2 separate regions of the Rattus norvegicus genome follow, and region 1 is linked to region 2. Evidence: chromatin contacts called from public Hi-C data. All regions are on one chromosome and are shown on one strand. Each heading gives the region's core, a stretch centred on a gene start, on an enhancer-like site or on the middle of the called end of the contact. The rest is flanking DNA. Distances are from core to core; before and after follow the strand shown. Region 1 has its middle 56 kb from the start of Fzd7. Region 2 overlaps Cdk15 (cyclin-dependent kinase 15).

What was found. A called contact is a pair of places that touch in the nucleus more often than the background predicts.
Region 1: a contact with region 2 is called in a Hi-C map of the A7r5 cell line, with 2.2 times the contacts expected there. The contact joins two enhancer-like sites. A contact is called at or near these places in 3 of 12 Hi-C or Micro-C datasets (the A7r5 cell line, liver and mammary epithelial cells).

The regions. Positions count from the first base shown.
Region 1 is chr9:68,367,583-68,372,126 of GRCr8, reverse strand. No RefSeq gene overlaps it. Among named protein-coding and RNA genes, the nearest start is that of Fzd7, 56 kb to the left of the region's middle. Within about 2 kb of position 1,351, at least 5 of the 93 cell types and tissues checked have an H3K27ac peak or open chromatin away from gene starts, as enhancers often do. A contact at or near this core is called in the A7r5 cell line, where this site is marked.
Region 2 is chr9:68,260,450-68,265,602 of GRCr8, reverse strand. The region is part of intron 10 of Cdk15 (cyclin-dependent kinase 15); the gene reads right to left. Among named protein-coding and RNA genes, the nearest start is that of Cdk15, 57 kb to the right of the region's middle. Within about 2 kb of position 2,007, at least 12 of the 93 cell types and tissues checked have an H3K27ac peak or open chromatin away from gene starts, as enhancers often do. A contact at or near this core is called in the A7r5 cell line, where this site is marked.

The DNA.
Region 1 (4,544 bases), core at 102-2,601, 110 kb before region 2:
TTCCTCCATCAGGGACTGGAGCAGTGAACCAAGTGAACCTGGAAGCCACTGGTTCCAGCTGGCTTTGGTGGCTGTTAATTGTCAGCACCCTGGTTAAACTCTGTGTGTTAAACTCACCAAGAGCTAAGAAAGGCTCCATGGCACTCTAACCCCCTGTGATCACGAGGACATGTAGACACAGACTCAAGAGGCTTACACCTTAAGATAGTGGATGGAGGGAAACTGGTTTTTGTAACGCCCTTCCATCCCTCAAGGCCTTACTTGAGCCCGACATCTCCAAATTACCTCTCTGTCCTTCTGTCCCATCCCTCTGCCCATTCCGCATCTGCTGTGACATGCTGGCCTTTGAAGTGCTCCTCGAATGCACTGAGGATGACTCTAGGCTCTGGGCGTGTGCGCTGACTCTTCCTTTTGTCGGAAACGCGTCACCATAATCTGTAGCCAGCGCATCCTTATCTCCTTTGAGTCTATTCCAACAGCACATTGTCACTCTTTAAAGCTCCAGTCCTCTCGGCTCCTCTCCCTGAGTAGAGGGAACTTTGTTTTGTCTACCTGCCAGAGGAAGATCCTCAAAGCGTGTTTCTTTAAGGCATAAAACTTCTTGGATATGCAGCAGAGGGGGACTCATTATTGATGGGCAGGTTTTGTGAAATGAGGTCATAGCCAAGCTTACTTAACTAAGGCTAGGAGCAGGGCTTGAACAGGGCCGAGAAAATATCGACTTTCAGATACTCCTTAGCCTGCGACTTTAGGAAACCTTTACCAAAACCCAATTTTCTCACATGTAAAATGAGAATCAGATCATTTCTCCTCACAGAAACTTTTCAGATTGACAGGTCTGGAGATTGGAGAGATGGCTAAGCAGTTAAGGGCACCTACTGTTCTAGTAGAGGACCCAAGTTCAGTTCTCAGAGCTCACAACTGCCTGCAACTCCAGTTCCTTTGGGGGATCAGACACAGGCTTGTGTGTGCACACACAGACACACACACACACACATTCACACAATTAAAATAATAAACTCTTAAAATGAGATTCAATAGAAACAAACATGGAAGGTCATGTAAGTTCAGGGCTCTCCTCAGAGGGCGTTTCTTCAGCTAAACCTTCCCTGGTTGCTAAAAGTAGTCCCTTAGACAGTTTTGGATTGAACAAAAAGAGTTGACTTCAGTGAACTCAGGGGTCAGGCAACACAAAGAACAAGAAAGGAGGACATAGCGAAAGGCAAGAAGGGGCTGGGAAGGAAGGAGAAGGGATGGCGGTGTATCTGTGGTCTTGGGAATGAAGCAGCTTTGATCCAAATACTCCCTGCCCCAAGTGCTGCAGAAGTCCCTCCCACACAACAAGGCTCAGTGGTGTGTGGAGGCCTCCTGTGGCCAGAACCTCACAGTGATGCACTGTGTCCATCACTGCGGCCTCTGTGGAGCACGGAGAAGCCACAGCAACGAAGCAATGGGGAGCTGGCTTCCAAGTGTCAGAGCACAGCAGAGGTGGGTAGGAGGCTCCAAAGCCCAGGCTCTTAAGGTTCATCCAGACAGCACAGGCCGTGTTTGGAAGTCGGCAAAGCAGCCAGATGCAGCACAGTTAGGCACCCAGAACAGTTGTTCAGCTGGTCGGTTAGCTGACTTCTGTTGGCTGACAGTGACTGATGTGTCCCACTTAGTGACTGGCCCCATTACCTGTGGAAGTTCTGTATGCAGATTGGATTTAGGGAACTTTCACTGTTTATACAAATGTGTGACTTAGAGTAGGCAAGGTTCTTTCACCTAAGAAACACCTAAAACAGAAGGAAACTGACTCACCCTCCAGTAATGGCTAAAAATAAAGAAAATCTCAACGCAAAAAAAAAAAAAATTAAAAAATGCGTTTAATGAATGAGTGTTCCACAGAAAACTCCTCATGCACACGTAGGGTAAAGTCTGAAAGTCCATCAGGGTTCGTCCTCTGGGCACCTCCAGGCCATCCCGCAGCCTGAAAGCCGTGCAGCCTCCTCCAACATCCTTCGGAATCAGGGTCAGGAGATCAGAATCTGATCTAGGAGCTAAGAGGGACTTTGGCCACTTTTAGAGTGTGAAAACCCAAAAAGATTGTATTTTATGACAACTAAAAATGATAGGAATTCAGATTTCAGCATCCACAAATCAGATTTCACCGGAACACAGCCACACTCATTTATTTTCCTGTTGCTTACGACTGGCTGTGCTACAAAGGGAAGAACTGGATAGTTACAATGCAGACTGCATAGCCTGAAATATTCCCAGTGTTAGTCAGCTTGTGCATTTTCCTTTTGGCTGGCAGTGTTGGAGGTTCCAGTCCCTTGTCAGTTGGCCTGTCACTTTTGGGACTGCAGTGAGGTCGTACAAGACAGTGGGGAGGAGGAGAGGAGGAATCTCTCTTTTTTTTTTTTTTTTTTTTTGGTTCTTTTTTTTCAGAGCTGGGGACCGAACCCAGAGGAATCTCTTAAATCATAGTCGCCTAGAAGCAAAGACAAGTGAAAGGGGGTGCTTGGATCCCACTGGTTCCTTCACATCCCTCCCCCTTGGACTTAAAACTTCTCACTAGGCCCTACCTTGTAGAGGCTTCCACCGCCTCCCAATAGTGTCAACCTGAAGACCACACATTTAACATAGGCATTTGGAAAGGCCAAAGTATTGCATTTACAACATGGTTATGTTTTTATACTGTCTGGAACTGTACAGGAATGCCTTTCCAGAAAATAAATTTTGATTCCTCAATATGGACATTTTAAAAGTACCCTCAGGTCACTATCTGAACCCCGAAGACCTTTATTGATTGATATGTGAGTTCGAGGTCAGAAGTCTTCTTGGATGGGCCCCAACCAAACTTTCTGTTCTAGTACAGCTTGTACCTAGAATGGCTTATTACTCTGGGGAGAATGTCATCAACCAGCTAGAACTTCCAAACAGTTGAGTAAAAAGGGTGGCCATTTCCACTGTCTTTGGGAGGGTAGGACAATCCCACCTTTTTCCTTTATACTCTCGACTCTTAGGCCCACGAATGATTAGGTGCATGATGGGTGAACAATAATTTGTGCATGATTTGTGCATGATTTGTGCATGATTGGTGCACAGATGGAGAGCGTTCTAAGTTGTCTCTTCCTAGTTGAAGAGATAAAGATGGGATAGGGATTTAGCTCAGTGGTAAAGGGCATGTACCAGTCCCTGGGGTTGGTCCAATTCTAGGACTGCAAGAGATAAGCAAGCTCACATATGTAGCTTGAAGAAAGGCTTGATTAGGTCTAAGCAGGAGGTTTAAAGAGTCCTGAGGTTATTGAGAAAAGCCCGGTGAAGTCCATCCACAGGGTTTGGGATTGTAGGGACCTGTAGGGCTTGTGTAGTGGATTTAGGACTCTGCATGGGTGAGTCTCTGAGTGGGCAATGAACAAGGGAAAAAGCACTTTCCAAAGAGAGGGCAATCACAACTCTTTAGTGGATGGCAGTTGCAGGCCCTGCCAATGGCTTGCTTATTCACTTTCTTTCCATTGTGCTTAGCAGAAAGCAACATCCCTGCGATGGTTGAAAAGATGGTGGCTTCAGAACGAAGTGCTGCTCGCCAGATTTACCATGAAAACAGCTCCCAAACACCTTTGTCTTAGGGCAGGATTCTCTCTTGCTTTCCAGTAACTTGCCCGGACAATTTCACCAATCCTCACAATGTCCCTCAGCATCCTGAGAAGTGTTCCAAAGACCACGAGGAGACCCACCCACTTCTAGGCAGGGCTCTACACAGGGTGAGAGAGCCCTTGCCATTCCATCACCCAAAGATGGTCGTCTGCGTTATATTAGCCACTTGTCTCATTGCTGCAGGGGAATACTCAATGGAAGCAACTGGAGGGAGGGAGGGAGGGAGGGAAGGAAAGAAGGGAGGGAGGAAGGGAGGGAGGGAGGAAGGGAGGGAGGGAGGGAGGGTTTACTATAGTTTACAGAGCTGTTGTGTAGTCCACCGTGTGGGCGAGGTGTGGTGGCAGGAGCTTGAGGCAGCTGCACTCAGGAAAGAAAGCTGAGAATATTTGTGCTTTACTCAGTTTGCTCCTTTTAATTCAGTCTACGGGTGTTGCCTGCATCTAAGGTGGGTCTGCTCAACTTAGTTAACCTACTCTAGACAATTCCTCAAGTTCATCACCAGAGCCCAGGCCAGTCTAGATCTTGTCTGTCAAATTGTCACTATAACCAGCATATATTTACATGCCGACTAAAACATCACCCTTGACATCTGTGAATTCAACTTTAACCAACTGAAGTGTCTTTTAAAAAAAAAAATAGTATTTATTTTATGTGTGTGAGTGCTTTACCTGCATGTACACCTGTGTGCCAGGAGAGAGCATCAGATCACATTTTAGATGGTTGAGAGCCACCACGTGGTTGTCAGGAATTGAACTCAGGACCTGAAGCCTCTTTTAAAAAATAACCCAGTTCGATCTAATTCATTTAGTGTTTGCAAGCATCATTATGAAGGTGTAGTTTAGAGTTTTAGCAAATGGTACCGAAGAGCCAACAGTCACTCTCCATGCAGAGAATCTATGGGA
Region 2 (5,153 bases), core at 758-3,257:
GTTCACTGCAATTGGCTCAGAGTTCTTTGAGCCAACGCATAATGGTTCTTTCTTCCATTTGAGGGGAGGATGATTTTCAGTCCAATCTTTGTCTCCTGCATGATTCCCACAGTGAGCTCTTACACTGTCATTCATGTGTGTCTCTCTCTGTGTGTGTTTCCCTCCTCTTTCCTCCTTTCAACCCTTTACATGTATCTCCCCACAACTCTCTCTCTTTCTCCCTCTCTCAAATTCATGGTCTATCCATAAATACACAAATACAACATGCTTAGTACATTTAATGTTACCCATATGTACAACCAGCCCTGAGATCATACACATCTTCTGACTTGTTCCCCAGACAGAAGGAGAATTCACCAGATAGCTACTGTTCATCCCAGTTATTTCTTGCTTCCACCTAGTGGTTAAAAGTTGCAAAAGCAAGTGTACCAAAAAACAAAAGGGTGTAGGTTCATCTATCCTCTGGTCTAGGGCCCAGATTCAGGTTCCTGTGCCTCTGGGTTTTTCTTTTTTTCTGTGCACCTTTCCCCTCCCACCCCCTGCCTTTTTGACTTCCACTAAGTTCCCCCAATGAGAAAAACTCCCCAGATGAGGTGTTCTTTCCTGGAACTGAAACCCAGCCTAATCCCGGATGCTTCCCTGTGGCTGAGCTCATGAAGCAAATCAGGCGTGCTTTTCAGCAGATATTTTTTTTAAAAGTCCTAACTGCCTCTGAGGACGCTGCTCCCTTCTCTATGGGAACAGGCATCAAAGAGACAGGAGTAAAGTGCTTTGCACGCACATCAGGAACTAATTGCCAATTTGGCAAATGCATTGACTAATGTCACGCACTGTTATTTCTAAATCCTCTCCTGTCCTTGACCCCCAGTATCTAGATGTAAACTTGGAACCATTAGTGAAGAAGGATAAAGTCTTCTGGTGCCTCAAATGGAATTGAGAGGGATTTAAACTCAGCGCTTTTGAGCGTGGTGAAATGAACTCAGCAGTACCTTAATGCTAGGATTTGAGCTCACACAGCACGAGAGCTTTCAAAAACCGTGTTTAAGGAAGCAAACAGAGCCTGACAGACCCTTTCAGGGGGAGCAAACAGAATTGGATGGAACAATCAGTGACACATTAAAAACCACAACTGTGCTATGATCATGTGGGCAGAAGAAAAAGTTCCTCTTTATCACAAGATCTTTGCATCTAATGAGACCGTGCCTGGACAGCCTCCAGAGGAGCAGGCCTCCGTTTACTTTAACAGAGACACGTCTAAATATTTAGCGGATTCCCTGAAAAGCCCTATGTGATTTTGTAGCAAACAGGTCTCCAAGGTAAGACCTTTGTCATCTGTTGCCATTGAAAATCTAGACAAAAGGGGACTTGGGGAAAAAAAATTGTGATCAAAAGCACAAATGCTTACATTTCTTCTTCTCTCAGAATGAACTATATTTTAATGCTCTTCAAGTGTTTCGGACCAGCACCACGCCAGTTGTTACATTGTCTTAACTGAGTCTGTTTCTCTTCTCTGGTAGGCTTTATTCGGTCTGGATAGGGAAACTCACACTGTGTGGGTGGGCACAGTCTAGCTGGCCTCAGAACGCCTGGGGTTCGAATGACTCAGTGCATTTTCTTGTGAATGGAGGGAGGAGGTATGAAGGCTGGGGGAACTTTTTAAAAACATCTACAGCGCCTGCTGCTCAAATTCACGCTACTGTCTCTGGGTTAGTAGAGCTTAGCCAAGGTGAACATGTGGTTTGTCCTAAGCCTCTGGATCTCGTGTGCCACAAAACTGCTACATCCCAGATAGCCAGTCAGTTGGGGCTTTAACCTCTTCAGACATCGGGGTAGAAGAGCCCCCTTTAGGACTCTGTTATTGCTTGGGGTGGGGGGGCATCAAAATCTTCCCCCTCCCCCACTACAGGAGGCCAGAAGCCTCAGTGCCCGTCAGCTTGATTAATGTGTCTTGGCTAATTGTGTGAAAGATAGCAGCCCTTTAGCGAGTGTGACCAGTGTATTGTTCAGCCAATCACAGGCACCTCAGTTAGCATGTGAAAGGGGGTGCCTTGCAGGAGGAGGCTAGTGAGTTCTGGCGGCTGAGTCAAAGGATGAGAGTTTTGGGGCGGGGGCGAGGAACAACACCCACTCCTTTGAGGGGAAGTTACTGGGCTCTGCTAACCCTGTAAACCTCCTAGTCAAAGACCCTTTTCTCCTCCCTCTTTTTTCAAGATCTTTTTTTTTTTCCCCATGGCACAAGCAGGCAAGGCCCCGGCTACTGTGCAGATGGAGTTCACGTCTTAGGGTTTTTAATATTTCACTTTTATATTTCTGTTAGAGGATGATCCTGCTGAGAGTCTGGGAATCCAGGCTCGTCAGAACCCCGCACTGACACTTGGATATACCGCTCTGAAAGCCATCCCGGGAGGGAAGATTAAACAACAACAACAAAAGAGCCTACTTTTCAAAGCCTACTTCTCAATCTGCCCACATCAAAATAAGACAACTGGCCCTTTGAAGTGGAGGACAGACAGTTCTCAGCCAGCTTGCTTAACTTGGGGAGTGGGGAAGGAGGAAGGAAGGAAGGAAAGAGGGAGGGAAGGAAGGAAGGAAGGAGAAAACATGACACACTCCTCTCTCCTTCCAGATTTAATCAGGTACAAGTAGCTACAACCAGCCACAGCCTACAGCCCAACTCACTAGAACTGGGAGAAAGCTGGTTCTTCCTGGAGTCGGCACTGGGAGAATCAGTCTGGTTCCTCAAGACCGATCCAGGTGAGGCCTAGCAATGGCAGCAAATGGACTGTTCGCCCAAGGGCAAAGCAATCAAACACCTTCGATGGTGCTGGGTGGAGAGTGTGTTAGGACTTTAGCTCGGTAGTACAGAGCACACGGATTCTAAATGACCAAACGACTGGAATGAACATTCTTAAAAACAAAACAAAATGTGACTGGCCAAGGAATACACTAAAAACAGTCGCCAGTAATCCTCAGAGAAATGAGCATCAGAACCAGGAGGCTGAATCAAATGCCAGTTAAAACAGACACTATCCAAAGACAAAAAGTAAGCTGGGCCTGGTGACACATGCCACTTGGGTGGCTGAGGGAGATGGGTCACTGTGAAGTATGAGGCCAGCATGGGCTATGACGTGAATTCCAGGCCAGTCTGAGCTATAGAACAAGATTCTGTTATGTAATGCCAGACACAAATGGTGGTGGTGGTGGTGGTGATGGTGGTAGTGGTAATGATGGTAGTGGTGGTGGTGGTGGTAATGGTGGTGGTGATGATGATGGTGGTGGTGATGGTGTTGGTGTTGGTGATGGTGTTGGTGTTGGTGGTGGTGGTGGTGGTGATGGTGTTGTTGTTGTTGGTGGTGATGGTGGTGGTGGTGGTGATGGTGTTGGTGATGGTGGTGGTGGTGGTGTTGGTGGTGGTGATGGTGGTGGTGGTGATGGTGGTGGTGGTGGTGATGGTGTTGGTGGTGGTGGTGATGGTGGTGGTGGTGATGGTGGTGATGGTGGTGGTGGTGGTGGTGGTGGTGATGGTGGTGGTGTTGGTGGTGGTGGTGGTGATGGTGGTGGTGGTGGTGATGGTGGTGGTGGTGGTGATGGTGGTGGTGTTGGTGATGGTGTTGGTGTTGGTGGTGGTGATGGTGGTGGTGGTGATGGTGTTGGTGGTGGTGGTGGTGGTGGTGGTGGTGGTGTTGGTGATGGTGGTGTTGGTGGTGATGGTGGTGTTGGTGGTGATGGTGGTGATGATGGTGGTGTTGGTGGTGGTGATGGTGGTGGTGATGGTGGTGGTGGTGGTGGTGGTGTTGGTGTTGGTGGTGGTGATGGTGGTGGTGGTGATGGTGGTGGTGGTGGTGATGGTGGTGGTGGTGGTGGTGTTGGTGGTGGTGGTAGTGATGATGATGGTGAATACTAGTAAGGTTATGGAAAAAGTGAAACTCTCACTATTCTCACTACTGCTAGGAATGTACACGAGTACACCTACTATGGAAAGCAGTACAAATCTTTATTTAAAGGAAAACCAGGAACAAAACCCCTAGGATCCTGCAATCTCACTACTGGGCAAGTATCCAGGGGGCTGGAGCCAGTGTGTCGTGTGCACGGCTGTACTTGTTGTTCACTGTAGCACTGCTTGTGCTTGCCAAGGCCTAATGGACATGGAAGGCATCGCTCGACATAAAAACGGAAGCAGGAAATTGCTATATGCGTAACAGAATACTATGTGTTCATAAAAATAATGGGACTTTTGTCATTTCTAGTAACATGGATGAACTGGAAGACACTGTTAACTGAACTAAATTGAGCACAGGGGGAGAAATCTCATATACTCTCACTTCTTTGCAGAAAGTAAATGTTGACGTCAGGGGAAGAAAAGAGTAAGGCAGTAAGTAGTTAACCAGAGGCTGGGAAGGGGAGGGTGGGGAAGGGGAGGGTGGGGAAGGGGAGGGTGGGGAAGGGGAGGGTGGAGAAGGGGAGGGTGGAGAAGGGGAGGGTGGGGAAGGGGAGGGTGGGGAAGGGGAGGGTGGTGAAGGGGAGGGTGGAGAAGGGGAGGTGGAGAAGGGGAGGGTGGAGAAGGGGAGGTGGAGAAGGGGAGGGTGGGGAAGGGGAGGGTGGAGAAGGGGAGGTGGAGAAGGGGTGGCTGACAGGATTAGGGGTACGTTAGATAGGAACGGTAACTCATAATGTTCCAACTCTCTCTTCCTCTTCAGTGTCTCTTAAATTACTTCAGTTCAAGTCTGTGGAAACAGCAGTAGCTCAGGAATGGGGGTGGATGGGCCTGCCTCAAGAGAGACTTGCTTTTTCATAAGACTTGCATAAGACAGGAATCTTGATGAACTCTTTAAAATATGGTCCTTTTGACTGAGTTGTGAATATGGTACCAACCCCATACCCAAGATACACCACAGTCTTAAGATTTACAAAGGTGGGGTTAGAAATCCTGGCTGTGATTAAGGTTACAGTTACCTTCTCATGTTCATCCTGACCTACAACCATAAGCTTCCCAAACCCACAGAAATAGCCCTCACCCTGCGGTCACAGTGAGAATCGGGGAATGAATCCAAACCCATGCTCCTCGGACTCAAGAACACAGTTCACCCATCCAGGGACTGCAGCACCTTGCACCAGTCTAGCAGACAGCAAGAGCTCAAAATCAGTTTTGCTTC